Regions from separate parts of the Mus musculus genome. Here regions 1, 2 and 4 are each linked to region 3. The links are chromatin contacts, called in public promoter capture Hi-C maps. All regions are on one chromosome and are shown on one strand. Each heading gives the region's core, a stretch centred on a gene start, on an enhancer-like site or on the middle of the called end of the contact. The rest is flanking DNA. Distances are from core to core; before and after follow the strand shown.

What was found. Promoter capture Hi-C pulls out the DNA fragments that hold promoters and counts their contacts.
Region 1: a promoter capture Hi-C map of liver shows a contact between it and region 3, with 3 times the contacts expected there. The contact joins the promoter of Tsc2 here to the promoter of Tmem204 in region 3. A contact is called at or near these places in 5 of 39 promoter capture datasets (hippocampal neurons, liver, pre-B cells and 1 more).
Region 2: a contact with region 3 is called in a promoter capture Hi-C map of embryonic stem cells, with 4 times the contacts expected there. The contact joins the promoter of Sstr5 here to the promoter of Tmem204 in region 3. A contact is called at or near these places in 12 of 39 promoter capture datasets (the HPC-7 cell line, HPC-7-derived erythroid cells, embryonic stem cells and 6 more) and 1 of 484 Hi-C or Micro-C datasets (liver).
Region 4: a promoter capture Hi-C map of embryonic stem cells shows a contact between it and region 3, with 7 times the contacts expected there. The contact joins the promoter of Sox8 here to the promoter of Tmem204 in region 3. A contact is called at or near these places in 9 of 39 promoter capture datasets (the HPC-7 cell line, cranial neural crest, embryonic stem cells and 3 more) and 1 of 115 datasets of contacts at active chromatin or transcription factors (bone marrow-derived macrophages).

The regions. Positions count from the first base shown.
Region 1 is chr17:24,631,256-24,633,955 of GRCm38.p6, forward strand. It overlaps Tsc2 (TSC complex subunit 2), which reads right to left and starts at 1,372. Exons shown (of 42, transcript NM_001286713.1): 1 at 1,283-1,372; 2 at 690-856. The coding sequence starts at 827. It overlaps Nthl1 (nth (endonuclease III)-like 1 (E.coli)), which reads left to right and starts at 1,427. Exons shown (of 6, transcript NM_008743.2): 1 at 1,427-1,599; 2 at 2,672-2,700. The coding sequence starts at 1,497.
Region 2 is chr17:25,495,991-25,498,690 of GRCm38.p6, forward strand. It overlaps Sstr5 (somatostatin receptor 5), which reads right to left and starts at 1,298. Exons shown (of 3, transcript NM_011425.3): 1 at 1,132-1,298.
Region 3 is chr17:25,079,843-25,082,542 of GRCm38.p6, forward strand. It overlaps Tmem204 (transmembrane protein 204), which reads right to left and starts at 1,272. Exons shown (of 3, transcript NM_001001183.1): 1 at 422-1,272. The coding sequence starts at 701. All of the region lies in intron 18 of Ift140 (intraflagellar transport 140), which reads left to right.
Region 4 is chr17:25,569,389-25,572,088 of GRCm38.p6, forward strand. Sox8 (SRY (sex determining region Y)-box 8) reads right to left here and starts at 1,298. Exons shown (of 3, transcript NM_011447.3): 1 at 722-1,298. The coding sequence starts at 1,134. Cerox1 (cytoplasmic endogenous regulator of oxidative phosphorylation 1) reads left to right here and starts at 1,423. Exons shown (of 2, transcript NR_045176.1): 1 at 1,423-1,713.

The DNA.
Region 1 (2,700 bases), core at 122-2,621, 450 kb before region 3:
CCACCATCACCCAGCATTTTGTTTTGTTGTGTTTGGTTTGGTTTTTTAAGGCTGGATCTCGAGGCTGGTGAGATAGCTCAGTGGTTAAGAGCACTGACTGCTCTTCCAGAGGTCCTGAGTTCAATTCCCAGTAACCACATGGTGGCTCACAACCATCTGTGATGGGATCTGATGCCCTCTTCTGGTGTGTCATCTACAGTGTGTGTGTGTGTGTGTGTGTGTGTGTGTGTGTGTGTGTGTGTGTGTGTGTATGTTAAATAAATAAATCTTTTTTTAAAAGTTCCTAAAAAGAAAGGGTGGATCTCCAATTTAAAAAAGGAAACGAACATCTTTGAGGAGAGGAGGACCCAGTCTCACTACTGTAGCTCAGGTGGGTTACAATTATGTTGCCTCCAACTTCATAATCCTATCTCCTCTGCCTCTCACGTGCTGAGAGAGTACAGGGCATCTATCTACCATAACACTAAACAAAATAAGTTTTCATACAACACCTAACTTCTAAGGCAAGTGTGCTAAAGCAGGACACCAAGATCCTGAGGACAGGCATATATCTGTCTCCACAGTACTGGGGACAGCAGCCCTATGCAGATGGTTACCAGCAACCCATCTCCCACAGAACCCAATGACAGACAAACCCAGCCTTCCTAGCCTTTGTGCTGGGCTAGCCAAGACATTGGCCACTCACTCACTCTCAAGATTTCCGATGTGATGATAAACTCAGTCTGTTTGCCTTCTGCACACCTGGGATTTGGCCTCGATGTTCCCAATCCCAACAGTATCTTGAACTTCTCCTTCAAGCCGGAATCTTTGCTTGTTGGTTTGGCCATGGTGGGCAGGGCAGTACTAGAGAACTGCTCTGTGTAGAAATAAACATATTATTTGATACACCCCAGGAAAGGTTCTCCCTTCTGCCCTCGAGGCGAACCTCCAGAATCCTAGGTCAAGGGTAGGCAATAACCTGTCCTTCCTACAGCCTCTGGGGCAACTCAACTCCATGCAGGAGGAACTCAGCCACAAATCAACTCCGGAGGTATAGGCTTACTCTAGCGACCCGCCTGTTGATTGCCATTAGTTCTCCCTAGGTTAAGGAGGAGCTGTCGCGTGAATAGATGCAGAGGCCCGCTCACATTCGCAATGGAGGGCTTGAAGCGCTAGGACTTGTCAGCGGTGGGAGCGGCGGAGGATTGGAATCAGAACGACCAATTCCCCTCACCCCATCGCGACGCGACCACACAAACCATCGCAACCCGCCCCAGCAGTCAGAGCCTCCAGGGCTACTCACCCCGCGCGCGCCTTTCGCGCGCAGGTCCTCCTGCACCCAGGGAAGGGCGCACACCCCCGGCCCAGGGCAGCTGCCGGAAGCGCAACCCGTACTTCCGGGGGCGAGGCTTTGCTGACTATTTGCGTTGAGCTCTCTGGGAATTGTAGTTTCGCGTGCGCGTTGAGCAAGTGGTGGGATCGCGGGGCTGCTCGGAGGAGTAGTTTACAGCCCAGGCATGAACTCAGGGGTGCGGATGGTGACTCGCAGTCGGAGCCGCGCGACTAGGATCGCGTCGGAAGGGTGTAGGGAGGAGCTCGCCCCGCGAGAGGCTGCTGCAGGTAGCTCTGCGCCTGCAGGCGTTTTGGAGGAAAGGAGGAACGTGGAACTTTGGCTCCAGGCTTGCGTCCCGGGCCGCAGCATCTGACCTAAACTCTAGGCGCCGCGGAGTAGGCAGCTGCCTTGAATCTTGAATTGAAGCTACGCTTAAATCTCACGTGGCCCCACTTCTAGCTTCTTCCAAGGGTCTGGGACCCGCAGGGTCTGCAGGGTCCGTAAGACTGGGTTCTGGATGTATTCATCCACCCTTATCGCCAGTGAAAAGTTTTAGTCCAACCAGCCTAGCTTAGGACATTCACTTGCTCCAGGCTGTCCGTGGGACACAGCTCTGTTCTCAGAGCTGCCTCCCTCTCTTGTAGGGCCAGGCTGTGTGCCAAGAACACACCCAGCTAGAAGTCTTCTCTCCCAGCTGGACGGTGGTTCTGAAAGAAAACAGGCCCAGAGAGAAAACAGGAAAGGGCATGGCACTCATTGTGTTTGTCCTGTAGCCATTAAGGGCCTACTATGTGCCAACTAGTGGTACTCAGGGAGTAATTATCAGCCCGTCCCCGCCTGGGACTTAGACATAAGTGGCTAGAGCAGGAGTGTGCGTAGGCAGCAATGGTCTCCCAGAATCGGTTCAGTAGTAGAGATCCGCTGGGATCCAGGCTGAGGCTTGGCAAGGGCCAAGGGCCACAGAAAGTGTTGATACTGTTAAGGCAGCAAATGTTTTATAGTAGTAGAGTTTGGAGCTCATCCTAAATGCAACGATTTCTGAAAGGGGAGTTGCACTGTCCAGTTTGGGTGTGAAGAGAGAGGTTCTCTTGAATGTAACTCAAAGGACTTGGGACAAAGGAGAGAGGTTATATTATCCTAGAGGCTGTTACTAGTGTCGGTGTGCTAACAGGCACTTTGTCAGACTGTCATGTACTGTTGTGACAAGGGCAGAGCACAGCACTTCTGTACACATCGTGGTAGATAATGGACAGTTAGTTGCACAAACAAGTGTGGGGATGTGGATTGGCAGGTAAGCAGCACCCTTCCCCCACCCTCATATAAAACCCACTCCAAAGACTGAATGGCACTTTTTTGCAGAAGGAAGAAAAAGCCACAGGCCCGTGAGA
Region 2 (2,700 bases), core at 48-2,547, 420 kb after region 3:
ACCGCACCCCATCCCTGTCCACAGCAATTAACGACCCCCCTCTTGCTTCCTTTTCCCAAATACACTCCACCTCAGAACACTTCTGGAGGCAGCCTGGGCCAAGGCAGGGGGAAAGTTAGGCAGTTGGACCAACAGGGAGGCCAGGATTGCACAAACCCATCAAAGGGGCTCAATGGGTCTCCCTGCCCTGAAGAAAGCTATTTCCATTTCCAGCCCCTTCCTCAGAAATCCGAGCCTTTACATTACGGGAAACCAAACCAATGCCCAGTTATGGTTGGTCATTGCTGCTATTGGAGGCTCCATGCATCCCACCTGACCCTGCGATGCATTCTGTTGCTCAGCAACAGTCCCAACATCTGACTTTGGGCACCTGGGTTCTAGTTCTCATAACCCTAAGTCACACAACCGATGGCAGGGAAGGGAAGGACCTTGAACATCAAAGAAAGTTCTAGGACATTCTCCATCCCACGTAGGGGAGCGTTATGACTAGAGGACTGGGGGACTCCTGAGACAGAAGTGCCCCGCAATGGCCATGTGGGGACTTGATTCCCAGAGGGAAAGGGTGTACCCAGATTTCCTGCTCTGGCGCAAACAATCCCGGGGAACTCAGATCCTGCAGGGCGTCTATACGTGCCAGGCCGCAGCCCCATGGTTGACACCACTCTGCCGGCCGCCAGCGGACCCATATGCGTACGCTGCTGCTCTCCTCCCCGACCGTCCCCCACCCTCGGCGTCCAGCTGCAGACCTCCTACCCTGCCTGATGTTATCTCTGCGCCCTCCCACTTTCCCTCCGAGACCGTGGTTCTGAGGCCTCTGGGCTCACCCAGTTCACAACCCTCCCTGGCATAGGGTGCGCGCCATGGAGAGACGAGGGGCGCATAGGCAGAGGGAGATGTCTGGGTCCTTTATGGCTTCTGACCTGACCCAAGCACACCGGGAGGCCTCCGAGTCTCCGAGACAGAGGCAAAAGGATGAAGCTCTGAGGTTGGGGAGCAGACGCGAGAGAAGCTGGGGCAGAGGCAGGTGAGCCCCGTAGATGCCCAGAGGAGCTTGGGAGCTGCAAGCAGGGGGCGAAAGGCGGGACCCCAGGCCTGAGCTGCGCGCAGAGACAGCGGGAAGAAGCGACAGACCTGTGCAGGACAGGATGCCCACGCCGGGGCGGACGAGGCGGCGGTACTTCGCGGTCAGGCAGCGCCCTCGAGCTCAAAGAGCAGAGCGCTCACTGGATTGCTGTACGAAGTCGGCGCCCGCCCTCAGGCTAGGGGGAGGGAGAGGGTGGAGGAGATAGAGGGGGCGTGGCTAAGCCAGGCTGGCCGAGAGCCTCCGGTGGGGTGGGGTGGGGTGGGGTGGGGTGGGGTGGGGTGGTGAGGCAGGGTAGAAAGGGCGAGCTCCCATGGCCAGGTCGAGAATGGGGGTTTCCGGGAGGATTGGGGGGGGGGGTCGGGGCATTAGAGTCAGGTTGCCTGGGTGGACTCTTATCTAGCCACCTGATGCTCCAAGTCACCTAAGTCTATCAGTCTCTGAGACCTTTGTGCAGTCCTTGTGTGGTCGACTGTGACTTAGACCACGCCTCCATCCCATCCTTTTTTCCAACCATCAGTTTGAGCTGTGACTGGAAGTTTAGGGCTGAAGGGAGTCCCTCTGATGCCTGCAGAGTCTGAGTCTCACTCCTGAGAGAAGTCTGGTGGCCTATAGCGATGTCTGAGGTGAGGTTCCAAGAGCAGGGTTCCAAGAGCAGAGGGAAGGCAGTGGGAATCCTCAAGGCAGAGTGTGGTCCCTGAACAGGCAGGGGTGAGCCTGAGTCTGTACTTCCTACCAGGCCCCAGGCTTTAAGATGCTGCTCACTGAGTTGCTGACTCTAACAAGAGTTGAGTGTCTGCCTCCTCTGGAGCTAGGGACAGGGGTTATCCCAGCAGCTCTGTGGCTCAGAGCTGGCACACAATTCATTTCTTTAACCTGATCTGAAATTCTGCAGTACCACCAAGAACAGCTGACACACATAAAGGATGTGGGACTCAGCTACATACTGCTTGTCCTCCAGTGGAGATGGTTCAGCTAATCAGGTAGGTGGCGCCTGAGTGTGCTCGCGCTCTCTCTCTCTCTCTCTCTCTCTCTCTCTCTCTCTCTCTCTCTCTCTCTCTCTCTCTCTCTCTCTCTCTCCCTCTCTCTCCCTCCTTCCCTCCTTCCCTCCCTCCCTCTCTCTCTCCCCCCCATTCTATGGTTTTTCCATGGAACTTGGATTAGGTTTGTAATGGAGAGAGCGCAATTGCTTAGCAATGGCCCGTGCTCCAGCTCCTCATGGTACTCCTCCCCAGCCAGATTTGGACTCCACATTTAGGAAGAGCTCAACCTTTCCTTAGTCCTGAGCTCCATCTAAGTGACTGTCAGCTTCCTGAGGAGGCTGCCCAGATCCTGCCACAAGGACACCTCCACTGTTCTGCAGACTGGGGGGCCTCCTCTCTGGCTTCAGATGGCAGCTGTTAGTCCATTGCCTCTAGGGGCTGATGGCTGCCTTCTCTGGTGCCTTACAGGGTACATCAAGGCAGATTAAGCCACCCTGGATCCCAGGGTCTCTGCTAGAAACAGGCACGGCATGAGCAGGGAACCAGACGTTCAAGGTGGTGTAGGAGTTTTTGTGGTGACTGTGTGGATTGAGGAGACAGGCTGAGGTGCAATGGAGTGTCCAGAGCTCTCTGGCT
Region 3 (2,700 bases), core at 22-2,521:
CTTTGCTGCTCTGTGCCTCCTCTGGTCTCCCGGACATCCCAGCCAGAGTCTCCTGCACTGTCCGAAAGGCCCTGACCACCTCAGCCGTTAAGACAGAACTCAGCCACATGTTCTCACACTTCTTGTTTTCCTTATTAAGTAATATTTCTTTCTAACCAAGGAAAAATGACTTGCTTTGATTAGGATACCCATCTTTCATCCTTCAGCCACATGTAATGGCAGAGAAGGAGCCTCCAGCCACGGGAGTGACTTCTTGTGAAGGAAGCCACAGACAGAGTCTAAGCTGAACAGTGGAGCTCTGTAGCGTTGCTTGTCAGGGTGGGCAGGAGGTGCAGGTTCCCTGCTGCCACCCTCAGCATGGACGGACACAACCTCCCCTCACCTAACCACTGGAAGGTGACAGAAAAATAACAAGACTTACGTTTGACGGTGCCTCGGGACTCCTGGAAACCTGCTGATTCCGAGCCCCATCCTAGAACCTCACAGTCATGGGTGTCCACCTGCCCAGTTCGAGTCCCAGGGCTTGTGACTCCCTTACCCCTGTCCACCAGCCAGCAAGACTTCCACAGCCCCACACTCCGCTTGCGTCCGTCCTCCAGCGTCTGGTACACCCAATTGGGGGTGAAGGCTGCTGCGTTGTTGAGGATGAGGGAGACCAGGGCCACCAGCACAGCGGTGGCCACAAGCTTCTGGAGAGTCATCTCTGACTTCCAGGACTGTCTATCTCGGAGAGTTCCAAGTCCCAGTCAGCCGCTGTGCATCCAGAGAAAGCCAAGATGCTGCTAGGGGTGGCTAGAGGACATCAGCACTCATCCTTGGGAAGCTATGCGGCAGCTCCAGCCCGGCACAGGAGGATGTCGCCCATGGGACGGGTCCAAGAGAGCTACTCACAGCCCTGTCTTAGCCTGCCTCTTGAGCCTGGAGCAGGGACAAGCCTGTGCTGAAGCTGGTCTCCCCAAGACCCATTCCAGGGAGAAATCTGGGGCACTGGCTGCACCAGCGAGAATCCAGAGTTGTAAGTGGGTCGTCTTCTTTGGAACAGAGGCCAGGGAGGCTGTGTCCACAGTGCCTCTTGCCTACAGCAGTGGAAAATGGACAGCAACTCGGGAGGCAGGCACAGCGTGGGAATCAGCCAGGTTACGCGCCTCAGAACGGGCTGTGGGAGCCAGTCTGATGGAGGAACAGGGTTGTGGACGCAGTGTGGGTTTGGCCACCTCTCTGCTATGTATCCCGTCTTGGTATCTCTGCCACAAATGGCAGGTCCTGAAAAGCAGAACGCCTGCCACAAGGAAGCATGTGTATGCGCGTATGTGTGTGAGCTCCCGTTTCCCTGTCTCTCAGCAGAGAGGAAATGGTTGTTTTTGAGGCTGTTTTTGGTGAGCAGGAGGGCGTAGCCAACTGCAACAAATAGCAGCCCTGCCACAGAGCCAGACACTAACAGGATGTGCTTCCTGATGGGAAAGGCCTGGGGAGACTTCAGAGGCCTGCTCCAGCCCACCACTGGCTGCCCCTCCCCATCTTCCTGTCCCATAGGAATAGTCAGGGATGCCAGCCAGGACACTCATCTTCTTACCTGTTGCCGTCAAACCTAGCCAGCTGTGCTAGGTCCCGGACCAGGGGATGCTGCAGACAGCACGGGCAGGCAGAATCCTCAGGGACTAGGTGTCCATCCATCCATCCATCCATCCATCCATCCATTGCCTAAGGCATGATAGGTGCTGTGAATCCCCAATGTCTAAAGCAGTGGTTCTCAGTCTGTAGGTCATGACCTCTTTGGGGGTCAAATGACCCTTTTACACGGGTCACCTGAGACCATCAGAAAACACAGATATTTGCATTAGAATTCATAACAATAGCAAAATTACAGTTGTGAAATAGCAACAAACTAATTTTATGGTTGGGGGTCACCACAACATGTGGAACTAATGGCAGGACAGAGTAAGGTGTAGAGGCACCTGAGGCAGGCCACCATCTGCTGACAGAGATCCATTCACCTCAAGGGAGCAAGTGTACTCAGACCTTACAAGGAAGGGGAACCTTGAGGAACCTCTGCAAGGGGTTGTTCTTGGGCTGGCAAGAAAAGGTGGGATTCTGTAAGGGGTTGTGCCACCAAGCAGGCTGGATAGCTGATGTGACTTCTGAGCAGCCAAGTTTGCTTACTAGCAAAGTGCTCGCTCCCCTGAGGCTGGACAGAGCGACTGTACATTTGCTCTCCTTCCTCATAGCGCTTCAGCTCTGGTAAATAAAAGCCACCAGGTCTGAGACTGTGTCCCGCCTCCAGAGCCTCCCACCAGGGTTCCAGAGCTGCATAAATGAACACAAGAACGCAGGAGCTGTGGGCTGAACCATCTCAAACACACGTACTGCACCGCACCGCACCGGGCAGGATTGGGACAGCCTGGTGCTGACTAGTGCACTGGCCGGGACAGGCCGGAACCGACCTTTCCTGTCTTCATGAACTGACATGCTGGGCCACCCCCTACTTCCTAGTGTGGCTGCCTTCAATCACACGTTCCCATATATAGTCAGGCTCCTGGCACTCCTTAAGTTTACATTCCAAAAGGCAAGGACTCTGTCTCTGTCCAGCCTTTTGACTGTCAGCAGTTCTGAGAATGTAAGTCCTCTGAGGAATAATATGATTTTTCACCCTCAAGTTTGTAGCAAGTGTCATTGTGGCTTATTTATATTTTTTATTCTTAT
Region 4 (2,700 bases), core at 48-2,547, 490 kb after region 3:
AAGAAAGACAACAGGACCCAGTGAAAACTATACTTCGACAAAGGCAAGGAAGGCTTTCTGGAAACCAGCCATCCCAAGTTGCCAGGAGTGATGGAGAAACTCCGGGAGATTGTCCTCAGAGCACACACACACACACCCTGAGAATCTCTCGACCTTGAACCTCAACTTGCCGGCCAAGCTGAGAGGGCAAGACAACCTGGCTGTCCTGCTCAGCCCAGTATCACTACTACACACTGTTTCAAACTCGAATAGAGGCAGCTTGGGAGGTGGGACTGTGCAGCTGTCTTCAATAATGCCTGCCTTTCTCAGGCCAAAGTGCTCATTGAGCCTGTCACTTTCACCTGCTCTTTCCTTCCCCAATTCCAGGTTCCTGTGGCCTGGGAGCAGTACCTGCCAGAGGACTTGGACTCCTCATGGACCCCGGAGTCCCAGCTTCTGCCCAGGACAAAGCAGCTTGATGCCTACCCAATATGCCTACAGGCCGTGGTGGCCACTCGATGCTAGGATCCCCAGTTCTGCAGTTCTCAGCAGGATATCCCAGGAGAGGAGAAAGGACTGGAGGGTCACACTCCAGGCACTGGCCTCCGTCCATCTCCAAAGTCCCACACCTGGTGTCTCTGTTGACCAGACCCACCCTGGAACCAGCCCAGGAGCACAGCCCAAGCTGGGGCACGAAGTCACTCCTTTCCTCAGCCTGAGTGTCAAGAGTCCCCACACTCACCGCCACAGCTTGCCTAGGGTCTTGCTGAGCTCTGCGTTATGGAGATGCGGGTACTGGTCCGCCAGCTTGCGGCGCGCCGCCTGTGCCCACACCATGAAGGCATTCATGGGCCGCTTCACGTGTGGCTTGGCCTTGAGCGTGCCGCCACCGCCGCCGCGCACAGGCATAGGCACCAGACTCCAGTCATAACCCTTAAGCACCTGCGACACGGCATCACGGATGCAGGCTGGGAAGCGTTCGTCTGCTGCCTCAGCAGTATCCCCTCGGCCGCCGCCCCCCGCGCGGCCCAGGCCCTCTGATCCCGCGGGCGACGGTGGCGCGTCGGAGTCCGAATCCTCCACGTGTGACATGGAGCTAGCGGTGCCAGACGGGCTGCAGGGAGGCTGGGCGCGGGCCTCACTCATGTCCAGCATCGGGGCCACGCGCGGAGGGGCACTCAGTGGGGATGGACGCAGGGGTCGCGCCCGGTCACTCTGTGGAAGGACACTCTAGAATCCAAGGTTGCCACGCAGGACCCAATCTTTGTCCTCACCGCAGGGGCCCAGCAGCAGCTCCTCCGCCGCAGTAGCTCAGTCTCAGTTCTGGGACCCGCAACAAGTTTCTTTAAGCCGTGGTCGAAACCCCGCCCCTCCCGGTCCGGGTTGGCAGGTCCTCCCCAGGCGGAGCTTGTATGCCCCGCCCCGAATCCAAAGAAGCCTTGCGACCCCGCTCCACCCTCCGTACCACGTGGGCCAGGCGCCCCGCAGCCTGATCCCTCGGCTGAGGCGGGGTCAGAGGGCTAAGGGTGACTGACTGCCCAGTGCATGGATCTCAGCAGCACGGCTTGACTTTCGGGCGGCAGGCAAGGATGCTAATCCACAAGGTTCCTGAGTCCAACATCCCTCCCTCCAATGTGGGGCTCGAATCCGCTATTGCAACCAAACCCGGGTTCTGCCCGCAGGGTGGCGCAATGACAAGAGCCACCAGGTGACCCTGGTAACTCCCGCACCTAGGTGAGCTGGAGGACCCCGGGGCTAGACAGAGGTGGGAGGGCGGGGGCGCTGGGCGGGGCTGCTCTGGCAGTGACTGCTGAGTCCCTGAGGGCGGTCAGGCGGATGGAGGGGCCGGACGCGGGGGCTCGGGTCCTTCCGGGTATGACCTGTGGTGGGGGCGCGGAGGCCCTGGCGGGCGGGCCTGGGTGGTCTGGCGGAGGCGGAAACCACGCTGGGCCGCTTCTCCTCAGCGCCTAGAGAGAAGGCGGAGAGTGCTCAGGGTCGGAGAGGGGACGTTTCTCCCGAGGCGAGAGCCAAGCCTGACTCCGAACCGCGCCCGAGGTCGCCCCCGCGACTTGCCTCCCAGCCCGGAGGTCTCCAAGTGCAGCTAGGAGTCTCTCGCCAAACTCAAAGGAGGCGATGTACCTGCCACCCTAAGCTTGTCTGGGTGGCATAGAGCTGTGGCTCTCGAGAGCTCGGTAACCCTAAAGGAAGCCACCTGTTTCCCAAGCCCGTGGAGGCGGCTGCAGGGAAGAACTGTGGTCTCTAATAATCTCCATCTCCACCCAAGCCGTGAGTGGTGCCCTAACCTTCAGGTCTGGGATCCCAGCCTCCAATCAGACTTTCCCTGCAGACCTGGAAAAGGCCAGTCCTGTGCAGTGTGGCCTTAGGGCATCTACAGCTCTGGACAGAGGGAGAAGGTCCAAGTCCCTGCTTCCTGCTGAGGGGACGGCTAAGGAAGAGAAACTACCTTAATGGTGACCTTATTCTATTCTAGTTCTCTCTCTCTCTCTCTCTCTCTCTCTCTCTCTCTCTCTCTCTCTCTCTCCTCTCTGTCTCCCTCCCTCTTCCCTCTCTGTCTGTCTCTCTCTCTCTCTCTCACTGTGTGTGTGTGTGTGTGTGTGTGTGTGTGTGTGTGTTGTGTCGATGGAGAGCTAGCTGCCATTGCCTGCTGAACTCTCTCCATATTTTAACCATTACCTGCCAAGAAAGGCCCTTCCCTGCACA